7 separate regions of the Mus musculus genome follow, and regions 2, 3, 4, 5, 6 and 7 are each linked to region 1. A link is a contact called in public HiChIP or PLAC-seq and promoter capture Hi-C data. All regions are on one chromosome and are shown on one strand. Each heading gives the region's core, a stretch centred on a gene start, on an enhancer-like site or on the middle of the called end of the contact. The rest is flanking DNA. Distances are from core to core; before and after follow the strand shown.

Evidence for each region. Promoter capture Hi-C pulls out the DNA fragments that hold promoters and counts their contacts. HiChIP or PLAC-seq counts read pairs in DNA pulled down with a chosen protein or histone mark.
Region 2: a contact with region 1 is called in a promoter capture Hi-C map of liver, with 3 times the contacts expected there. The contact joins the promoter of Zbtb8a here to the promoter of Fabp3 in region 1. A contact is called at or near these places in 2 of 39 promoter capture datasets (both in liver).
Region 3: a promoter capture Hi-C map of liver shows a contact between it and region 1, with 4 times the contacts expected there. The contact joins the promoter of Lck here to the promoter of Fabp3 in region 1. A contact is called at or near these places in 2 of 39 promoter capture datasets (the SN4741 cell line and liver) and 1 of 115 datasets of contacts at active chromatin or transcription factors (trophoblast stem cells).
Region 4: a contact with region 1 is called in an H3K27ac HiChIP or PLAC-seq map of microglia, with 5 times the contacts expected there. The contact joins the promoter of Eif3i here to the promoter of Fabp3 in region 1. A contact is called at or near these places in 2 of 115 datasets of contacts at active chromatin or transcription factors (extraembryonic endoderm stem cells and microglia).
Region 5: an H3K27ac HiChIP or PLAC-seq map of embryonic stem cells shows a contact between it and region 1, with 4 times the contacts expected there. The contact joins the promoter of Kpna6 here to the promoter of Fabp3 in region 1. A contact is called at or near these places in 6 of 115 datasets of contacts at active chromatin or transcription factors (bone marrow-derived macrophages, embryonic forebrain, embryonic stem cells and 1 more).
Region 6: an H3K27ac HiChIP or PLAC-seq map of extraembryonic endoderm stem cells shows a contact between it and region 1, with 2.6 times the contacts expected there. The contact joins the promoter of Tmem39b here to the promoter of Fabp3 in region 1. A contact is called at or near these places in 3 of 39 promoter capture datasets (hippocampal neurons and liver), 1 of 15 datasets of contacts at CTCF or cohesin (embryonic stem cells), 1 of 484 Hi-C or Micro-C datasets (embryonic stem cells) and 2 of 115 datasets of contacts at active chromatin or transcription factors (extraembryonic endoderm stem cells and forebrain).
Region 7: a promoter capture Hi-C map of liver shows a contact between it and region 1, with 5 times the contacts expected there. The contact joins the promoter of Laptm5 here to the promoter of Fabp3 in region 1. A contact is called at or near these places in 7 of 39 promoter capture datasets (the 3T3-L1 cell line, embryonic stem cells, hippocampal neurons and 2 more), 4 of 115 datasets of contacts at active chromatin or transcription factors (all in embryonic stem cells) and 1 of 9 other capture datasets (embryonic stem cells).

Annotation. Positions count from the first base shown.
Region 1 is chr4:130,307,357-130,310,215 of GRCm38.p6, forward strand. Fabp3 (fatty acid binding protein 3, muscle and heart) reads left to right here and starts at 1,382. Exons shown (of 4, transcript NM_010174.2): 1 at 1,382-1,494. The coding sequence starts at 1,422. It overlaps Gm10570 (a long non-coding RNA gene), which reads right to left and starts at 349. Exons shown (of 4, transcript XR_868203.3): 1 at 267-349; 2 at 1-128.
Region 2 is chr4:129,376,519-129,379,377 of GRCm38.p6, forward strand. It overlaps Zbtb8a (zinc finger and BTB domain containing 8a), which reads right to left and starts at 1,510. Exons shown (of 5, transcript NM_028603.4): 1 at 1,222-1,510.
Region 3 is chr4:129,572,192-129,575,050 of GRCm38.p6, forward strand. Lck (lymphocyte protein tyrosine kinase) reads right to left here and starts at 1,450. Exons shown (of 13, transcript NM_001162433.1): 1 at 1,324-1,450.
Region 4 is chr4:129,599,133-129,601,991 of GRCm38.p6, forward strand. It overlaps Eif3i (eukaryotic translation initiation factor 3, subunit I), which reads right to left and starts at 1,516. Exons shown (of 11, transcript NM_018799.2): 1 at 1,462-1,516; 2 at 1,277-1,369. The coding sequence starts at 1,464. It overlaps Tmem234 (transmembrane protein 234), which reads left to right and starts at 1,548. Exons shown (of 5, transcript NM_029748.3): 1 at 1,548-1,599; 2 at 1,851-2,002. The coding sequence starts at 1,584.
Region 5 is chr4:129,671,327-129,674,185 of GRCm38.p6, forward strand. It overlaps Kpna6 (karyopherin (importin) alpha 6), which reads right to left and starts at 1,441. Exons shown (of 14, transcript NM_008468.4): 1 at 1,351-1,441. The coding sequence starts at 1,354.
Region 6 is chr4:129,695,344-129,698,202 of GRCm38.p6, forward strand. It overlaps Tmem39b (transmembrane protein 39b), which reads right to left and starts at 1,502. Exons shown (of 9, transcript NM_199305.2): 1 at 1,372-1,502. The coding sequence starts at 1,375.
Region 7 is chr4:130,911,801-130,914,659 of GRCm38.p6, forward strand. It overlaps Laptm5 (lysosomal-associated protein transmembrane 5), which reads left to right and starts at 1,516. Exons shown (of 8, transcript NM_010686.4): 1 at 1,516-1,634. The coding sequence starts at 1,548. Gm38599 (a long non-coding RNA gene) reads right to left here and starts at 2,092. Exons shown (of 5, transcript XR_001784452.2): 1 at 1,975-2,092.

The DNA.
Region 1 (2,859 bases), core at 132-2,631:
CAAACCAGGAGCTTACTTTGAGAGAGTATCTTGCCTTGGCTCAGACTGGCCCCCAACTCAGGAATCTCTTGCCTCCAGGTGCAGGTGCCGTATTAACTGTTGGCTCAAGCCAGAGCAGCGGCACACAGCTGTAACCCAGGAGACAGAGGCAGGAGAATCTTTAGTTCAAGGTCAACCCCTGCTACACATTGAGATGCTGACTTGGTAATAATTAAACAGAAACTGCTGAACTAAGGAATAGGCTCCACTGAGGTTCCCTTACTCACCTGTAAAAAGGGGATGATACCACCTACCAACGAAAAAGTTGAGTGTGACCATGCCCTGAAGTAGGCTACAACCATCAATAGTCGGGTCTTATTTAATAACGTACTTTAAGGTGACAAGCAGTCTAGTGGCAGAAGTCAGGGGAAAAAACTGACTTCAGCAGAGGGTCGCGGCTTTCCGGGAGTTAAGGTGGCCGAGGCCGGAAGAACCCTCTGAATAGACAAATTGTCTTCGCGGAGTGAAGAACGACCCTGGCACAAGCTCAGAGGTCAGTAAATAAAGCCTGAAGCGCTTTCAGGCAGCGGCGACGGGTGGGACTGCGGAGAAAGGCGCAGGCGGGAGACATTCCGCAGGGAGGGGCTAGCACGTGTGGGGCTAGCATGAGGGAAGCAAGGTCACGTTCTCCGCCAGCAGGTGAGGCGCTGGGCAGCTCAGCCATCCGCGGTGTCCAAGGCAACTCTTTTCCACTTGTCTGGTAGGAGCAAGAGGGCTCAAAGGCCACTAGACCATGCTCTCTGTCCAGGCTCCAATTCTTTTTTACTTACGGCGACCGCGTCATTCCTCTCCGAGCCTCTGAGCCTCTTCTACAAGAAGAGGACATAGGACCGTTGAGATGGGTTTTTGGGTAAAGGCCCTTGCTGTCAAGCCTTGACAACCCCAGTTTGATACGTGGGACCCACACGGTGGAAGCAGAGAAGGGACTCCCGCGAGTTACAACGAACGCCCCAGTCTCCCACCCCTTCCCCATAAGTACGCCTACACGAGCATACACAATATAAGAATAAAACCACAGCGAATTAAAAAACAAGGCGGCAGAAGGATCAAGCGGCGTTTCTCCAGCGTGGCACCAGCTCAAGGGCGAGTTTCCTTTCAGTATGGCCGGGGGATGCTCTACTTGGGTTGCGGGAAGCGCCCCGCAGCCAGGCCAGGGATGGGTTAGATGGCACCAACAGGACCGCGGGCGCCGCTGACGTAGGCGACGGGAGGGCTGTGGGGGATGGGCCCCAGCCCTTTGCGGGAGTGCAAGCCCCGGCTTCCTATTTCGGGAGCGAGGGGTGTGGGCCACTTTCATCATGTGATGCGAGGGCTATTTAAAGAGGCTGTCCAGCCGGGAGCTGCGGTTCTCAGTGCCTGCTCGCCTCCTCACTCATCGCACCATGGCGGACGCCTTTGTCGGTACCTGGAAGCTAGTGGACAGCAAGAATTTTGATGACTACATGAAGTCACTCGGTGAGCGAACGAACGGCGCAGGATCTAGGGTCAGGAGGGCCGGCAAGGCGGTCTTGGCGCTGAGCTCCCAGGGGGAGTGCCCCCATGTGCCTCCCGCAAGCTCCTAGCCAGTCCAGACAGGGAATACTGAGGTGCGGAGGGTGGCCTGGGCTGAAGCCACTCCACTCCACCCCACCCCACCCCGGCCTCCTGGGAGGGGGGTGTCGCGGTCCAAGCTTGGCGAGCCTCGTAGCTGGAGGGGAAGGGTAGAGGCAGCTGTGGCCGCAGAGGTCCGGGATGGGAGGCTTTCTAGGAAGCAGTGTAGGTGATCCGGAGGTGGAAAGGGGAGGGAAAGAAGGGCGGGAGGCTGGCCGCAGGAGAAGGCAAAGAGGAGCATGGTGGTCCAGAAATTGAATTCCGAAAGGGAATAGAGCAGATAGGAGTGTACAGAGCCTGGAGGAAGACTAAAGAAAATCAGTGAATTCCATCTGGGAAGAGGTGAAGATACAGCCAGGCAGTCAGCAACAAGCCCTACCCCTCCATGTTGGGGTAGTGAAGAGGCCTCTCTCTGGAAGATGCCCTGGTTCTCACCAGCCTGACCTTCACCTACAGTGTGTGCAGCCACCCCTGGGATCAGTCGGAGACGCTGCTGCTAGAGCAGGGCAAGACGACCACTACACATAGGCTTCCCGGCCGCACCAGTCGGCCACCGGATCAGTGCTGGGGATAGGGTGAAGAAAGCCTGGGATCGAGCAGAGGGTGTCAGAAGAAAGGTGAAGAGCTATGAAGGGAGAGTGTGGCTTGGGGCTGGGGAAATTGTGTGGTGTGGGCGGTGACACAACGCCTTTAACCAGCACTCTGGGAAGCAGAGGCAGGTGAATCTCCCGAGTTCTAGGCCTGGTCTATACAGAGAGAATTCCAGGACAGCCAGGACTACACAGAGAAACCATGTCTTGAAAAAAAAAAGAAAGGAAGAGTCCCATGATTTACTTAATAGGAAGACAGCTTGGGACACATGAGCTCATCGCCTCATAGGAAAGCCCAGGATTTCTTTTTGAAGACTGAACTAGAGCCTTGTGCATGCCCCCTACTGCTGAGTTATACTCCCCACTCACACACACACACACACACACCCTCTTTTTACTCTGTGTAACAGGTTCTCACTAACTTCCCCAGGTTGGCTTTGATCTTGTAACCTGCCATCTCGGCCTTCCAAATAGTTGAGAACCCAGAACTACCTAGAGTTCTTCCCATTTCAACAGTGGGGAATGTCACATGAACCACTTATCCAAGACGGCCCCAGCCCTTCCTTTCTTGCCTTGAGCTTAGATAAAGACCTCTACCTGCGGAGTCCCTGGCTATATCATCCTGGTCTAGGAGGCTGGG
Region 2 (2,859 bases), core at 260-2,759, 930 kb before region 1:
AGGTCCAAGATTTAGGGCTAGCCTGGGGTACATGAAACAGTGCCTTCAAAAAAAAGATATATAAAATAGCTTTTTAAAAGAGGAGTTTTAAAACTTATATTAACGTCTTTGAATATTAAAAAGTATATAATTGTGCCAAAAATTTGCCTAGTGCATCCCAGCCCTCCCGAGGTGGAGGTAAGATCAAATTTTCAAGTCTAGCCTGAGTCCGCTTTAAAACAAAGAATAAATAGGTAAATAAAAGTGCGATTTAAGTGATAAAATCAGCGAAGGTTTTGGTACTTTGGAGACTGTTCCGGGACGCTGCAAGAACAGGGCGCCTTGGGGGGCTGCCACGTCTCAGCTCCCTGCCTAGGGATGAGACTCCCTAACCATTAGCGTTTTATTTTTCCCCCTTTCCCCTTTGCTAGGTAGAATAAACAGCCGGAACCCGTAGCCGTCTCATAAGAAATTAAGTGCAATATTTCGTCAAAGTGAAACCACTCCATTTACTAAAGTTCTGCAAATAGAAAGACTTCTAGGTGTTGGCGGCGTGTGTGGTTGGGTGCCCGCTAGGTGTGAATCCTATTCCAAACACGTCTCGCAAAGACGTGGATTACGAATAACCGCACGGTCAAGGGCGAGTAAGCGCGCCAGAGCGCGAAGGGACTAAAGCCGACAGTGTCTCCAGGTGGGAGATGCCAGGGACATTCTGCCGCGGGGCCAGCTGGGGCTCCATATTTCTGCCCTCGGTTCTAAGCCCAGAACTGTCGCGTCGTGATGGAAAACCAGAGAGTGGAGGGCGGAGTGAGACCGCCGGGCTGCAGCGCCCCGCGCCCCGCGCCCGACGTCTGCAGACACGCCCGGCCCCGTGGCGCCGCCTCGCCGCCGCGGCCGTCAGGAGGCTCGGGCGCCTTCCCGCCTTTCCCCGGGCCGGGCCAAGGCTGGCGGCGGGGCGGGCGCGGGCGGCGACGGTGCAGCCATTGTCCCGCAGCCGCGCCCGGGGCCGCCGCCGCCGCCCGCGTCTCCTTTGTGGCCGTCGCCGACCCTCGGAGCCGCCGCTCTGCGCCCCCGGCTGCAAATGGCGCCGGGTGCCCCCTGCGTCGCCCGGCGCACCGGCTGGGGTTGCAGTCCCGGGGCGCACCCCGGCGGCTCCGCCGCCCTCCGCCAGGCTCTGGGCCCGGCCCGCAGCCCCGACGCCCGGGCCGCCCTCCTCCCGCCCGCGCCCGTGCAGCCACTTACCGCGGGGCTCTAGCCGCTCGCTCGCTCGCTCGCTCGCGCGCGCGCGCGCTGCGGAGCGATTCCCGGTTCCGGGTAGGGGAAGCAGCCCCTTTCCGAAGCCGAGGCTTTGCGCCCTAAAACAAGTAGCCCCAACGTGGGAGAAACAAAAGGTATTTGCTGACGTGGGCGTTGGACAGAAACGCCCGAGGGCTGAGGACACAATTAAAGGGGCAACGCACAGATTTCAGGCACCAACCAGCAGCTTCGCCCACTCCCCCTGTCCGTGCCCACGCCCGACTGCACCCTCCGCAGGCACTAGGGCGCCCAGGTTCCCCAGCAGTTGATTGGGGATCATTCTTTTAGTCGGGAGCTTAAATTTTAAAATTGTACTTTACGTTGGGAAAGGCGCCTCCGGAGGGCAGAAGGGCTGGATTTCTAATATGTGGAGATATTGGTTCAAGGAGAGAGGGAGGGACTTAGGCGTGCCCACAAATACTGTATACATGTGACATTATTGTACTTAAGTTTAGCGACGTAAAATGGGAGAGAGTTCCACAAAATCGCCCTTTGACGAAGCACTTAATTTCAGTTATAGCCTTTTAGAAACCTCTGTAGGTCCCCATCAAGCCCTTTGAAGAGGCAAGCCCGGAGGGGCTGAGATTAAGAGGCCGTGATTCTTTATATAAAACTAGTACAAAACAGTGTTTCGTGTTTTCAAATATAAAAATTGGTCGTAAAATCAAGTTTCTCTTCTGACGTGACCCTAATATTTATGGCACACAAATATCAGGTGATACATTTCCTAAAATAGTAAACCGCTGAATTTTCATACTGCTTAAATTCCACAAACTAAATTAGTTTTCTACTTCTTCACGCTGATTGTCAAGTAATGCGGAATGGGGGAGAAGATTCAAAGTCTCAAAGCATGCGTTTAATATTTTGAGGCGTTCCTCTCCCAAGCCTCAGTCAAGCCCATCAGGGTCCTATTTCTCCGATCTCCTCACTAAGTAACTATGTATTCGAACATCATTCTCTCTGAGAATACAATACAGTCATTTCTGAATGAAAAAAAAAAAAAAAGGAGAAATAAAAAGGAAAGGGACATGCCTGGTCCTAGGTATAGTGGAGGAGAAAGTTTATTATAGATATGTGGGAGAGCACAGCCAGAGGCAGGAACATCTGGGAGAGTACAGAGTGAACTGAGCTGTGCCCTGTGATGTGGGGTGGGGGAGGGAGGAGAGAGAGCAGCAGAACCAAGTACAGCAGGAGACCCAAATTACAAAGAGGGTAGGGAGCCAAAATGGTTGGATTATATAGGGAAGAATAGCTCAGCCCCCTGGACTGGAGGATTCAAGCTAGGGGGCCGGATATGCCAGCCTAGAGGACCCTGTAACAGGTATTGGACTGAGGGATGCTGGGAGAACCTGGTGGCCAGGTCAGCTTTGACATGTTAACTAGGCACCCCAGCTATTTGTCCCAGGTTTGACACCTAACAGTTTCTTAATGTCACACCTGTTTACCCCAGGGGTGCTCTGTGATTAAGATTCGTTTCCTGGACTTTTGAGGTAATGGGAGATAATGGAAGGAAAGGTAGACCAGTGCTTATTTGAAAATCACTAGGACAGGGCTGGTGAGATGGCTCAGCGGTTAAGAGCACTG
Region 3 (2,859 bases), core at 200-2,699, 740 kb before region 1:
AGTTTTCTGTCCTAAGCACCTTCCAGAATGAGCCTTGTTCAGGAAGCTTCTAGATTCCCTTGAAGGAAACTTCTCCCTCGTCTGATCTCAACCCATTCTCTGACTTTGTCCTCTGGGCTCTTTTGAGAAGAGCCACCATCCTGAGCTCCAAGAACAAGCAACCCTGTTGGATTCCTCTCCCAGTCAGCACAGGGCCAGCCTAGAGGACTGCAGTTCAAGGACAGATGAAACACCGGAAGAGCCAGTGTGTTTCCTGCCCCTGTAAGGAGGCAAGGTCTTGGAAGAGGCCAGCATATGCTGACAAGATGGAAAATCTGTGACATAAACATCTACGGTGAGGCAAGGGAAACCTGGACAGTCAGTGGAGGAAGAGACCGTCCTCCAGAGTTTAGAGTTTGACTGAACGAATGGGTGGTGGCTGGTGACAAGATTCTGGGCCTCTATCCTTTAGGGTCTGAAGGAAGAATCATGAAGGCCGACATGAACACACAAATACAGCTGAGTTAAGACAGGATGGGGACAAGGGCAAAGGCAAGAACATCCTGTCCTGACACTTGGCAGGACAGGAGCGGTGACTTTCCAGAGGGAAGTTCAGAAGTTCTTGCCCTGCTCCAGCTATACCCAGTTCAGGATAAAAATAGTCTTTCCTCTTCCCTTCTCCCATCTCGTTCACTACCAACTTCCCCGGGGAACACACATCCATTCTGGATAAACGCCCTACACATATCTATCTGCTTCCTTACTGACTCCTCTGTGTTTCAGGATGCTGGTTGCTAAGGCTGCCGTCGATTCTCATATGTCCACCTGGATCCCATGGGTTACTCTTTCATCTGTTTCTGCCACTTGGGTCTGCCTTAGGGACCTGGGGACTGATTCCTGGGGCCCTGCCCTCAGGACGGTCCATCTCATCACCCTGTGTGCCACAGGCATAGAAGGAGCCCAGGTCAAGCCTACACCCCCACGCAAGGTCCTGCTTTGCCGCGGACCATCGTGAGGAGGTATGGGTTAAGACAGGGTCACAGCCACCTTTGGACCTCAGAAACCTCATCCTCTGAGCTCAAGGAACTGGACAGGTGGCTGCTGGTGGCCTTCTTAACACTTGACATCATGTGCTGGCTCTCCCAGGAGTGTGCTCCTCCTAAGGTGGGAAATGATGGACAGCAGATGGCAGAGGCAAGAGCCACCAGCTCAGACAACCTCCAGGAAGGCATTTCTGAAAGGTTTCTGTACACCTAAGGAGCCTAGGCCTCCACAGACGCAGTGTTCTGCTGTCTGGTTCCCACCATTGCCCCCTTCTACACTGTTGTTCCCAGTACCCCTTACCTGCCCAGCCTGGGAGCCTTCTGGCCTATTCACATGATGCTCCTAGCCTGGCTTGGCTGCCTGGACCCGGTGTCAGCTCCCCTCGCCGTCGTAGTCACCACCTGTCTCCTCGCGCCCACGTTCCACCCTGACTTCCTGTCTCCTGAGGGCTCTGCAGCCAACCCAGCCCCAGCAACCCAACCACAAGCCTCCAGCACCTCAGGCTTCCTGCTGCCATAGACCTAGACCCCCTCAGCCTCTTGGGTCCCATACATCTCTAGGCCAGCTTCTACTCATACTGAGGGAGGCACTTAGGGAGGAAGGCTGTGTGTGATGGCATAGGTCCATATTCCCAGCGTTCTGGAGGTGAAGACAGGAATGGCTACATACAGAGTTCCAGACCAGCCTAGACCCCTCAAGTCCAATCATCATCATCATCGTCGTCGTCGTCATCAACCAATGAGAGGATTTTTTTTTAACGCAGGGACTCACCGTGTTGCCCTGACTGTTATGGAATTTGCTATGTTGCCTTGAACTCACAGAGATTCACTTGCCTCTTCCTCCCCTTGAAGGTCACTAAACATGGTGGGGAAGGCTGTTTGATGGAGCACTCCTCCTACCCTCCAAGATACTCCTGGGTAAGAGAAGAGAGCCTTTGCCCCCGTGAGCAGAACACAGCAGCTACAGTTTAGCTCACAGGGAAGGAAATGGCGCTGCACTCAACTCCAGCCGTGCTATGTAAGAACTGGGTGGCCTTTAATTTAGCCGGACAGCCAAAGGCATCTCTTGTTCAGAGTTGAACCTGGACAGCATCTATCTCTGTTAGATAGTTGGTGACAAGGTTATATGTACTATAGTAAAAACAGCAGCCACATTCACTGGCAGAGCCGTATCCATGTCATCCTGTGCCTAAGGATCGACTGTTGACAGTCTGTTTCAGGAGGAAGACAAGAAAACCTCATGTCTTAAGGCCCTAGTGACAGGCTGGGGCATGGTGGCATAAGGCTTTAATCCCAGCATTCCGGAGGCAGAGGCTGGCAGATCTCTGCAAGTTTCAGGCCAGACTAACTTATGCAGTAAGTTCCAGGACAGCCAGAGCTACATAAAGAGACCCTGTTTCGATAGATAGATAGATAGATAGATAGATAGATAGATAGATAGATAGATAGATAGATGATAGGTAGATGGATAGATAGGTAGATACACACATACATACATACATACACACATACACACATACATACATACACACATACATACATACACACATATATGCATACAGAGATACATAGATACATAGATGATAGAGATAGATACATAGATACATAGATAGATACATAGATACATAGGTAGATAGATACATACAAACATAGATACATACAGAGATACATAGATAGATACATAGATGATAGAGACAGATAGAAGATAGATAGATAGATAGATAGATAGATCGATAGATAGATAGATAGTAGATATAGATAGATAGTAGATAGATAATAGATAGATAGATAGATAGATAGATAGATAGATAGATAGATAGATAGATAGAATAACAGG
Region 4 (2,859 bases), core at 266-2,765, 710 kb before region 1:
CAGGTTTGCCTTCTGCTCATTTACCAGTGAAGAGCTGATAGGACCGCCCAGCTCCTGGGTTCTCCTCCTTTCCTAACATAAGCTGTAGAAGAGCCAGGCCTCCAATAGCATCCTCATGTGCTTTTGTCTGGAGTCAGAAGAGGTAAAGGCCAACCTGAGTTGCAGTGTGAAAAAAAACCTTTCGGGTCCTGTTCAATTGACTCCGGATGACAGTAAGGATGTATGGGCTCCACTGCTTTGTCACTAGCTCACTGTGTGATCTTAAATACAGAGCTCCCTTCCTTTAAATGGCTAGGAGAGCTGAAGAGAAGGCTCAGAGCTTAAAGAGCACTGGCTGCTCCTCCAGATGACTTGGGTTTGATTCCCAACACCCACATGATGGCTTACAACAATCTGTATCTGCAGTTCCAGGAGATTTGATATCCTCTTCTGGCCTTCACAGGCACCAGGCACTCACATGCTATGTAGACATACAATGCAGCAAAGCACCCATACACATAAAATAAACAAAATCATTACACACACATACATTAAAAAAAAAAAATGACTGGGAGGGGCTGTGTGTGGTAGCACACACTTGTATTCCCAAGACCAGGAGGCTGAGGCAGGAGGATGGAGAGGTGTGCTGGCCACCATGGACAGATACCCCACTCTTGTCAACAGCTTTCTTCAAAGGGCAGCTGTGAAGCTCCAATGAAACCATGTCTATGAAACTTAAAATAAGTGACTTACATGCATCGGGTACAGTGCAAAACGATTTACAGAAATGACCTCACTCTGCTGAGGGAGCTAATTAAAGTCTCCATGTTTTATTAAAAGGGAAAACTGTGGTTTATAGAAAAGGTAAATGTCATGTTCAAAGTCACACTGCTTAGTAGGAGCAGGAGTTAGGGCTCAGATCTCAAGCTCCGACTTAACTCTCCACTGTTAACTATCAGTTTATTGCCTCCAATGCAAATGCCTCAAAAGACAATCCCCAAAGGAAACAAAGTGGGATTGAACAGACCACTTGATTCTGTCCTGTCCTGTCCCTGGGCTCCCTTCCAGTCTCCTGATTCTCTTCTCCCTGGCTAGGTACCCTTCCCTTCCAGATTTCCCTGGCGGAATGCTGTCGCCAACCTACCGCGGTATGGGGTTGGTTTTCCCTACTTATCAGAAAAATTTCCCTCCCGCAGGCAGTAAACCTTGTCCACCCGCAGTCCGGGCGGCGCGAACTCGCCCCCTCCGGGCCCCCCGCCCCGGACCCCCGGCCGCCCGCCCTCACGCAGTCGCTCACAGGGTCTTTGGCCACGGTGAAGAGAAGGTCTCCTTCGCGGTTATACTTGATCTGCGTGATGGACCGCTCATGGCCCTGCAGCAGGATGGGTTTCTGTGGGGACAGAACCGGGGTGTCAGTGCCGGGAACCCCGTCCCATGCCTACTGAGGCCCCCCGACGGCAGCACGCCGCGCCTGGAACTCACCATCCTGGCGGTGACGCGAGGAGAGAGGCAATGTGAGTGGGACCGGAAAAAGACTAGGGACGACTTCCGGATGCGGGGGCTCCGCCCTCTCGCTCCCGGAAGTAGAAGGGCCTGGCGTTTTCATGGCGGCGTCCTGGGGTGGGTAGCCGGGCCCCCCACCTCCGCGGGCTCCGACTCTGGCTCGGGAGCTCTGTTCTCAGTCTCCTGGCATCCCCGAGCCTCAGGAATGCTGAGCCACGCACCCTGGTCTCACTTCGGCCGCCCTCTGGGCGGGTCCTCCCGACCGATCACAGCCCGGCGGGAAGAGGGAGGGAGGGAGATGGAGCCGGGCAGCAGGGTGCAGGAGGCCGGAGGAGGACCCGGGTGACTTTCTGACCCTTTGCTTTCAGGGCAGGTGCTTGCTCTGGTGCTGGTGGCCGCACTGTGGGGTGGCACGCAGCCGCTGCTGAAGCGAGCCTCCTCCGGCCTGGAGCAAGTGCGTGAGCGGACGTGGGCCTGGCAGCTGTTGCAGGAGATAAAGGCTCTCTTCGGGAATACTGAGGTGCGTCTAGCTCTCACGGACGAGCCCCTGAAAATTTCACCATAGGTCGGCCGTATTCCCAGCCCATCTCTTACTCACTAGAAGTTCCTGGAAGAGTCATTTATCCTCTGTGAGTCTGTTTCGTCAAAAAAATGGAAAATTTAATGATAACCCTTGTATAGGGCTGATATAAGAACTCAAGTAAGACACATAAAACACTTAGCATTGGGCCTAGTACAGGGTACATGTTCAATCAATGACTATTTTTGCTTATTGTTTGTTTTTGGAGACAGGGTTTCTCTGTGTATCCCTGGCTACCCTGAACTCACTAGCCTCGAATTCAGAGATCAGCCTGCATCTGACTCCTGAGTGCTGGGATTAAAGGCGCCACCACTGCCAGGCTCCAGGACTACTCTTAAGGTCATCATCACCAAGTTGAGCTTTCTTTCGGCTCAACTTGCCCTGGGGTAGAACATAAGGAAAGCTATCGAGAACTGCCCATGGCTGCCTATGTAAGCTAGCTAGATATGCCCTACTCTGAGGGTTAGGGGGAAGGAGAGAGGTACTATATTTATAGTACTGTGTGAATTCTGTACAGAGAGATGAAGCTGGAGGACATGGAGTGGGCTACTTAGAAGGGGTAACACTGTCACTCAAGGCCTTATACCAGCAGGGACGATGGGAACTGGCCATGACGAGGGAGAGGGCATTTAAGGCAATAGAGTACATTGAATGCGTTTCTCTGTTTGCTCTAAGGGGTCTTCAAACACATGAGCGGTCCCTGAGCATTTGTAACCATGCCAACCCCCGTGGGAAGGTGCAAGCCAGAACAGGGACTCTCGAACTGGGTAACAACTGGCAAGGGGTCTGACACCAGA
Region 5 (2,859 bases), core at 191-2,690, 640 kb before region 1:
AGGGCTTGTTGCAGTGTGTTAGACGCCTTCTCTATGCACAGTTTTGTTTGAAAACTGGATGAGAGGTGGGAAGTGGCAGGCCAGATCTGATTCTGAAATCACTGGCAGAGAAAGTCTTTTCTGTTTCCTCAGAATTAGAGATTATAGCAAACTTTAGAAATGCACTACTCTTTACAATAGGCGGAGGTCAGCAATTCACTCTAAACTTTTCCACTTTCATTCAGACTAAAGATTTCAAACTGGACCCATATCAAAACACAACTTCCCAACTTTACGCAGGGTTAAAACTGTCCCCCCTCTCTCTCATCCCACCACTAGAGGGCCAGCCCATAAAAGGCACCAGTTAATTCCTAGGGCTCTGGAGTGATCACCCTGGTTTAATCACCGCGTGACCTTGGATAAGTTACTTTACCACTCTAAGCCTCAGTTTCCCCATCTGCAAAACAGGAATAACAGCAGCACCTATCCCACTAGATTGCAATTAGGTTAAACAAGACACGTTAAGCACTGACAATAACGTCTGCACGTACAGATTGGCAAATTTAAAGTTTTTCACTTTACTGATGCCAACAAATTACCAATACTGGTTTCACTTCTGAATTCGAAGACCATCATCGTATTCTTTTGAGCAACGGCTTTCGTATCCGGAATGCTCTTTAAAAAAGATCAACAGGTCTCTCTTTTTCTCCTAACCAGAGTTGGCCCAGAAACAGTAAGTCCCTGACCTGTCTGTGCCAAGAAGTCTTGGCTTTGGTCTCTCTACCACTGCGAAGGCTGTCACTGAGTCTAGCCGAACCACCCCATTCCTGCGCCGACTGGGACATTTTCCTGGCCTTCAAAGGCCCAAGCTCTGCTGGACCCGGCCGGCCCTTGGTTACCGGGCCGGAGCTGGCCTGCCCTGGGTCTCCTCTCCAGAGGACTCTACCCTCTACGTAGGCAGCTAGGACTTCACTTGGTTCAGAAGCCCGGCGTCCAAAAGCCCGAGGAAGCAGGCTCTCCGCGGCCAGGCCTGCTGCTGGAGCCCGGAGCCCGGCCCCCGGATCCACGGCAGGCGCAGGGCGAGAGGGCAGGGCTCTGCTTACCCCGGGAAGCGCGAGCTCTGACCCGAGGCCACCACGTGGGGACAGCCCAGGACGCTAGCAGTGCGGAACAAGCCCCCAGGGCTGCTCCCCGTGCGGGCGGCCCTACGCCAGCCCTAAACTGGCCCGAGGGGCGCTCCCGATCTGCCTTCTCCTCCCATGCCTCTCTGGATGCTTCCGACATCTGCTTCGGACGAGAGACAGGCCCTCGCCAGACCCCGCTCCCCGACACCTCGGCCCGAACACCCATCTCCTGAGCCGCTTCACTCACCCATCGCGGCTCCGCTCGCTCGGACTTGGCGGCGGCCGCAGCGGTAGCTTCAGCGGTAGCCTCGGCAGACAATATGGCGGACCTGCAGGACGGCGGCCTGACGGGGACAAACGTTTTATACCGTGCTAAAACGCGTTCTTAACCCTCACGCCCCCTTCCCTCCAAGGGATATCAGGATAGGGGCGGGCTTAAAGAGAACGCAGCCACTAAAGATGGCAATTAGGGATGGAATAGACAGCCGAGGCTGGAGGGAGACTAGAAGGAATATGTACAAAACAAAGTGTGTCAAACTCTCTGCCTCTGCTTCTGTCTCCCAAGTGCTGGAATTAAAGGCGTGCGCCACCACCGCCCGGTTGCCACAAGCACTTTAAACCACTGGGCCATCTCTCTGGTCCTTGCTGTCTGTGGTTTTAAAGGCAGAAGGGGCAGAACGATTGGACCTGGAGATCCAATCTCTTTCTGTTTTTATTTCTTCTTTATGGCGAGACCTTCTTTCCCAAAAATTCTTCATAATTAAGCCTGTATAGACCCTGAACTAAATAATTATTTTGAGAGAGGAAGTGATTCGTTCAAGGCTCCGGAGATAAGGAAAAGGAGTGGAGATTAAGCTGGGGTTTGAATATTGTTTTTGTTCATTTGAGACAGGATCTTTACTATGTATCTCTGGCTGGCCTGGACCTTTATAAATCAGAAAGACTTCAAACTCACAGCGATCCACCTATCTGCCTCCCAAGTGCTGAGGTAAAAGGCTCCCAGACCAGTTGTTTGTTTACGGGAGGCAGGGTTTCAGATATCCTAGACTTGAACTCTAGATTCTCCTTCTTCCACCTCCCCTCTGCTGAGGTTACAGGTGTGCGCTATCACACTAGAGGGAGTTTGTTTCTCCAGCAAAAGGGTGTGGTGGGGTAGGGGCAGAGCCCAGTAACCTTTTAATGACAGGGTCAGTTCTATATTGCTGACTAGTATGACCACCACCTTCCAGTGTCTGACTTATAGCTATTGAATGAATAAATGAACAAATAAACAAGCAAACAAATAAATAACAGGTCAATGAGCTCCCTTTTTTAGTGATGAGGACCTTGAAGCACGTGCCTTTTGAATCAAGGAATTTGGGGCTGATGCTTATTAACCTCCTTATTTTGCATGATAGCATTCCAGTCTTCCACATCAACACACAGAGCCGGGGTTACGTCCAATCTTGCCAATTCTAACCAAATGCCTGGCCGATAAAGTGAAACAACTCAAAAGTCAAATTCTATGACTTGAGGAAAAGGAATACTGTTATCACAATAATCAACCTCCTTATCTCACTTATCTCCAAAATCGTTCTGCCCCATCTGTCTTTAAAACCAGAGACAGCGGGGCTGGTGAGATGGCTCAGGGGGTAAGAGCACTAACTACTCTTCAAGAGGTCCTGAGTTCAAATCCCAGCAACCACATGGTGGCTCACAACCATCCGTAGTAACATATGATGCTCTCTTCTGGTGTCTAAAGCTACAATGTACTTAC
Region 6 (2,859 bases), core at 252-2,751, 610 kb before region 1:
TTTTGTTTTGTTTTAAGATAGGGATTCTCTGTGTAACCCTGGCTGTCCTGGAACTCACTCTGTAGACCAGGCTGGCCTCGAACTCAGAAATCTGCCTGCCTCTGCCTCCTGAGTGCTGGGATTAAAGAAGTGCGCCACCACGCCAGGCGTGAATTCACATTTTAAGCGACTAAGTAGCACAGAATAGCCTCAAACTCACAACCCACCTGCCTCAGTCTCCCAAATGCTAGGATGACAGGATGACAGGCATGTGCTACCAGACTGTTATTTTTACTGCCAGTTCCCTTAATCCGGTTCACTGGACCAGTTTGGTAAGATTTTCAGAGCCTGAGTCCTGAGCTGCTCAGCGCTGGTATTTGCTGGATTTTATCTGGATCTGAGTCTCCAGACGCTACAATCTGGTCAGGTTTGAGACAAGTTTTCCCTCCAGGGCCCTGAGATCTAACTCAATGACCCACGGCCTGGCCTTAACGTCAGAATGGCCTTAGAAAGAGCGCTGTGGTTGGGAATCTCAAACTTAAGATTTTACAAAACTATATTCCCTAAGCTTAGTAGTCTAGCCTAAGATCCTAGGCAGCATCCTGCACTTAGCTCCCAAACCCTTAATCGAAGTTATAACTTCCTCAACTTCCTCACAGCAACACAGTAGCCTCCATTCATACACACGGTGCCCAAGCTTTCCTATCTCTGAAGGTTTTCTGACAGCTCTTCACAATATGCATGTCCAGAAAGCTGACTTCAAGCCCCAAACCGGAAGCTTTGTTCACACGCTGTTATATTTGGTTTGGTTTAGAACCCCCCCCCCCAACACACACCCTCAGCCCAGGAACTCTGCCCACACCCACTATCTTTTAGAAGCTCGGCACCCACATAAAGCCCCTAGCCCAGAAACCCCGCCCACACACAACTGTCAACCCCAAGACCCCGCCCACAAGCCGGGCAATGCTCTCTAGGACTGGAAGCTTGAATCGGAATGGACTCCCTTGGTGGGCTAGGTGTCCCTGCGGCCCCACCGCTCTCAGTGTAAACCCCTATAGTCCAGAAAATTCTCTCCCCCACCGGCAATCACAAAAGGCGAACCCTAAGCTCTCAGCCCCTCCCACCAGAGTGCCCGGCCCCCATCTGCAGACAGGAGAATTGTGTGCCCCAAAGAAAGCCTGAGCCCCTCCGAGCCCCTCTCCCTTTTGGAAGCTCCGCCTACCAAGCGGTGACCCGCCCCCTCAGGACCGGAGGGGCGGGGTCCCGCCTGCGCCGCGTCCCTTCCCCTCCCCCTCCCCCTGCCCGCGACTCCGGTCCGCGTGGGGAGGCAGTTCGCAGCCAGGCTCCCCGCTATCCCGCGACCCCCGAACGAGCCCAGCCAGCTCTGCTCACCCATCTCCTTCCCCCGGCGCTCTCCGCTCACCGCCGCAGCTCCTGCGGGCAATATGTCGGAGGCGACGGCGGCCGAGAGAGGACTAACCGCCGCAGCCCGGGCCGGGTATCAGCCGCACGCTCCCTCCGGCTGCTCAATTTGCATGCTAGGCGGGCTGGGAGTCGGGAGCGCGCTTCTTAAAGGGGCCGTTTGGACAAAAGCTGTGCTAACGCTCTTTGTCTTGCCTTTCCCCACGCCTTTCCCGCAGCTGCTGCTCAAGAGATTCTGGAGCGGGCGAACCCACCTCCCGTGTTTCTTCACCCTGTTCTGACTTAGAGGAGGACACCAGAGCGGCCTTTTGCCTCTAGTGAAGTCCTGTTTTTGTACAACACAGTCACCTCATACTCAGCGAGTCCCAAACTGGGCTTTCAGAACTCTTAGGCTTTAGTGTGCTTTGGCCCACCCCAGTCAAAATCTACGAGTCACTTCCCCTTTCCTCCAAAACTCTATATCCAATTTTTGGCCTCATCTTGATGACCCTAAACTCTATCCATTTCTCATGTTTGATTCTCATGTTCTCCACTGTTGATTTCACTGCCACCACCTTAGCTAAGAACCTGTGCCTGCCATTTTCAAATTTCGAAATAGTGTTAATGGGTATTAATAATAACCGCCTATTAGGGTTCTTAACATTTTAGAATTTGGTGTGCCGGAGAGAGGGAGGGATGCGCAGAGCAGTGGACTTGGGAAGACAACTGGTAGTAGTACTGGTTCTTCTACCATGTAGCCTAACACGTAGGCTATCGGGCTTGGCTACAAGAACCTTTACTTGCTGAGATATCTCGCCAGCCCTTTGATTTTGGTTTTTAAGACAGAGCCTCTGGTAGCCTGGGCTGTCCTTGAATTTGCTATGGATTAGAGGATGTCCTTGAATTTCTGATCCTGCTTCATAGTGTCGGAATTATTACTCTCACTATGACAGATTTATTCAGGGATGGAAATCAAACCTAATGCAAGCACAAATTATCTTGTAGGCATGGAAGATTAAATGAGACAATCCATGTAGTACCTGTTTTAATCAGTGTTAGCCATCATGTTTGGCAAACACTTAACAGAGGAAGCAAGTAGCTACTGTTATTGTTAGTGTAATTTCTTCCCTTGCAAGACTAATAAGCAGTCTATGGGGGTGAGGGTAGGAGATTAAAATTAGGGCCTCATACAGGCTAGGCAAGTGTTCTATCATTCAGTTATATTCTCAGCCTCATAAGCAATCTTTATATTATTGTTAAGTTTTTTTTTAATTTTATGTGAGTACACTGTAGCTGTAAAGATGGTTGTGAGCCTTCAAGTGGTTGTTGGGAATTGAATTTTTAGGACCTGTGCTCGCACCAGTCAACCCCCCTCACTGGGGCCCAAAGATTTATTATTATATATAAGTACACTGTAGCTGACTTCAGACACACCAGGAGAGGGCGTCAGATCTCATTACAGGTGGTTGTGAGCCACAT
Region 7 (2,859 bases), core at 266-2,765, 600 kb after region 1:
ACCTGCCTGATTTTGTTGCCCTGACAGGACAACTCTTTTCAAGATGAGTATGCTGGGGGCCGTTTCTAATCTCTCCTGGGGCAAAAAATGCTGTGGTGTCCAATCCAAACTCCACAGTGTCACAGGACACCTGCTTGGGGCTTCCCACAGGTCTGAGCAAGGGCTTCTTGTCCCTTCCTTTATTGCAGCGTGGGTCATTTATCCCCTGAGACATCAGGGAAGAGTCTTAAGTCAGGGAAGAGTCTCAAACTTACTAATTCCAACGTTTCTTAGAGAGTGGGGAAGAACGCACAATCCCAGGTTTCTGTCTCGAGGGACCCTGCAAAGCGGGTTCGGCCAGGGGTCTCCCAGATCTCCTCCAGGGGTTACAGACCACAAGAGAAAGAGCCTATTACAGGGGCCTGGTACACACTCATGCCTATGGCTTCCCATGTGACAATTCTTCAGAGCCCAGAGTGAGGAGGAGATGGAGATGTGTGAGAAGCCCAGCTTCAGGGAGGGCCTCTAGGGCAGCGGTTCTCAACCTTCCTGGTGCTGTGGTCCTTTAACACAGTTAGTTCCTCATGCTGTGGTGATCCCCACCCATAAAATTATGTTTTGTTGCTACCTCATAACTGTAATTTTACTTCTGCTATGAGTTGTAATGTAAATATCTGATATCCAGAATATCTGATATGTGACTCCCATGAAAGGGTCGGCCGACCCCTGGACAGGTTATGATCCACAGGTTGAGAATTACTACTCTAGAGGCAGTTGGCCTCCGTTCCAGTTCCCACTCCTTTTTAGACTATCTTGGTGACTGCAAGGGAGAAATGGCTTCATCCTGTGCCTCAGTTTTTTCATCTGTGCAATGGGGATAAGAATAGCACCTCCTCCTGGGAAGTGACAGTATTCGCCTTTAATCCCAACACTTGGTAGGGAGAAGCAGGCAGATCTCTATAAGTTTGAGGCCAGCCTGCTCTACAGAGTGAGTTCCAGGACAGCCAGGGCTCTACAAAGAAACCCTGCCCCCCCCCTCCCCCCGCAAACCAAACCAAATCAGACCAGACCAAACCAAACCAAACCAAACCAAACCAAACCAACAGTCCCTCCCTGGAACAGCCCAGGTAAGGAGCTAAGCTTCACAGGATCTCGAAGGAGCAGTTTACTGACAGCTACTGTTTTTACAACCAGACACATTTGAGTTTGAATCCTTCCATTAGAACTACTGTTTGATTAGGGACAGATTTCCATATCGGATTCTTTTTCTAGAAAAGGGCTTCTAGGGCGGTGTTCAGCATCCAGGAAGCAGAGTGCATATAAATGCGGAGCCCAGCCCTGGTGAAGCATTGGAGCCCCTGGGAGTGGTAGATGCCTCAGTCGGGCTCCCTGTGACCCCCCCCCCCCTTCCCTCCCCTGCAGCTGCTACAACCCAGACTTACAGACCTGGCCCCTACCGTCTGAGGGCAAGGCGGAAGTGAGGCAGGCAGCCTGTGGCTTCCTCTTTTTTGTTCTGCTGTGGGCCCAAGACTCCTTACTCAGAGCCTCCGAAGAGGGGACTGCGCACCATGGCCTCCCGTGCAGCGCCGGTCAGACAGACATGCTGTTGTTTCAACATCCGAGTCGCCACCATAGCCCTGGCCATTTACCACATAGTGAGTATTGGGGAGTCTGGGGTGTTTGGTGTGTGTGTGTGTGTGTGTGTGTGTGTGTGTGTGTGTGTGTGCGTGAGGACACACTGAGACCTTCCAACTGGGGGATTGCTACCTATTACTTGTCTGTGGGACCCTGGACAAGCCCTGTGCTACTCTGGGCCTTAGTAGTTCCCTGTGGAGTTGAACAGAATAGTGCCCTTTTGGTTGTGGCTGTGCAAAGAGAAAGGCAGGCTGGCAACGGGGAGGAGTGCAGGTTGGGATTGTTCCAGGATGCCAAGCTCCACACAGGCCCGGGTGTAGGGCTTTCTGGGCCCTTTCCTAGTCTGGGGTCTGGGTTTACCTTTGGACTTCTACTGGGAACCAGCGACTGCTTCCTCTCAGCTCACAGCTCAGTCAAGCTGCCACCTTCTCCCTTCAAGGATGGCTTAAGCTTTGTGGCTGGGGAACTGCTTGGGGGTGGTGGGGGGCAGCCAGCATGTCACAGTGGCTGTCATTGTCACAGTGTGACCCCAGGTCCAGTCTTAGTGACCAGGGATAAGGCTCTCCCTTTGGAGTGGCCTAAAGTTGGAGTCTCTGTTCTCTTCTGCTGGGATTTACCCCTCACCCCCTGCCCCTGGCCACACTTAGCTCTCTGAGGCCCAAACATTTCTTGGCTTCAGTGACTCAGACAGAACCTGTGGCTAACAGCTCTCCTGGGCCTGGAAGAGCTTCCTCAAAATCAACCTAAATCCGTAGGCTGCTGCGCAGAGCCTGGTGACATCTGCTTCCGGCCACAGGCCGTGTGGCACCAGGCAGTGGTACAAACCAGTTCTGTCCTGAAGCTCTTGTGTGCACCTCCCTGCCCCCCTCCCCCATTCCCAGCCTTTGCTGTGCAGTCTCACATGACTTGTTGAACCTCTCTGAGCCTGTTTCTTTAGATCAAAACAGAAGATGAGGATGATAAGAGCTGTGTGTTGGGTGGCTGTGTGGGTGAAGTTGATATCTATAAAGCATGAGGGACATGTGCAACATGGTCCCCTGCCTTTCCATGAGTGTGTCTTGACCCACCTGTCCACCGAAAGCAGGGGTTCTCAACCTTCCTAATGTTGCGACTCTTAAATACGGTCCCTCACGTTGTGGTGACCCCACCCTCCCCAACCGTAACATTATTTTCATTGCTACTTCATAACCATAATTTTACTACTGTTATGAATCATAATGTAAATATATTTTTAGATAAAGAGTT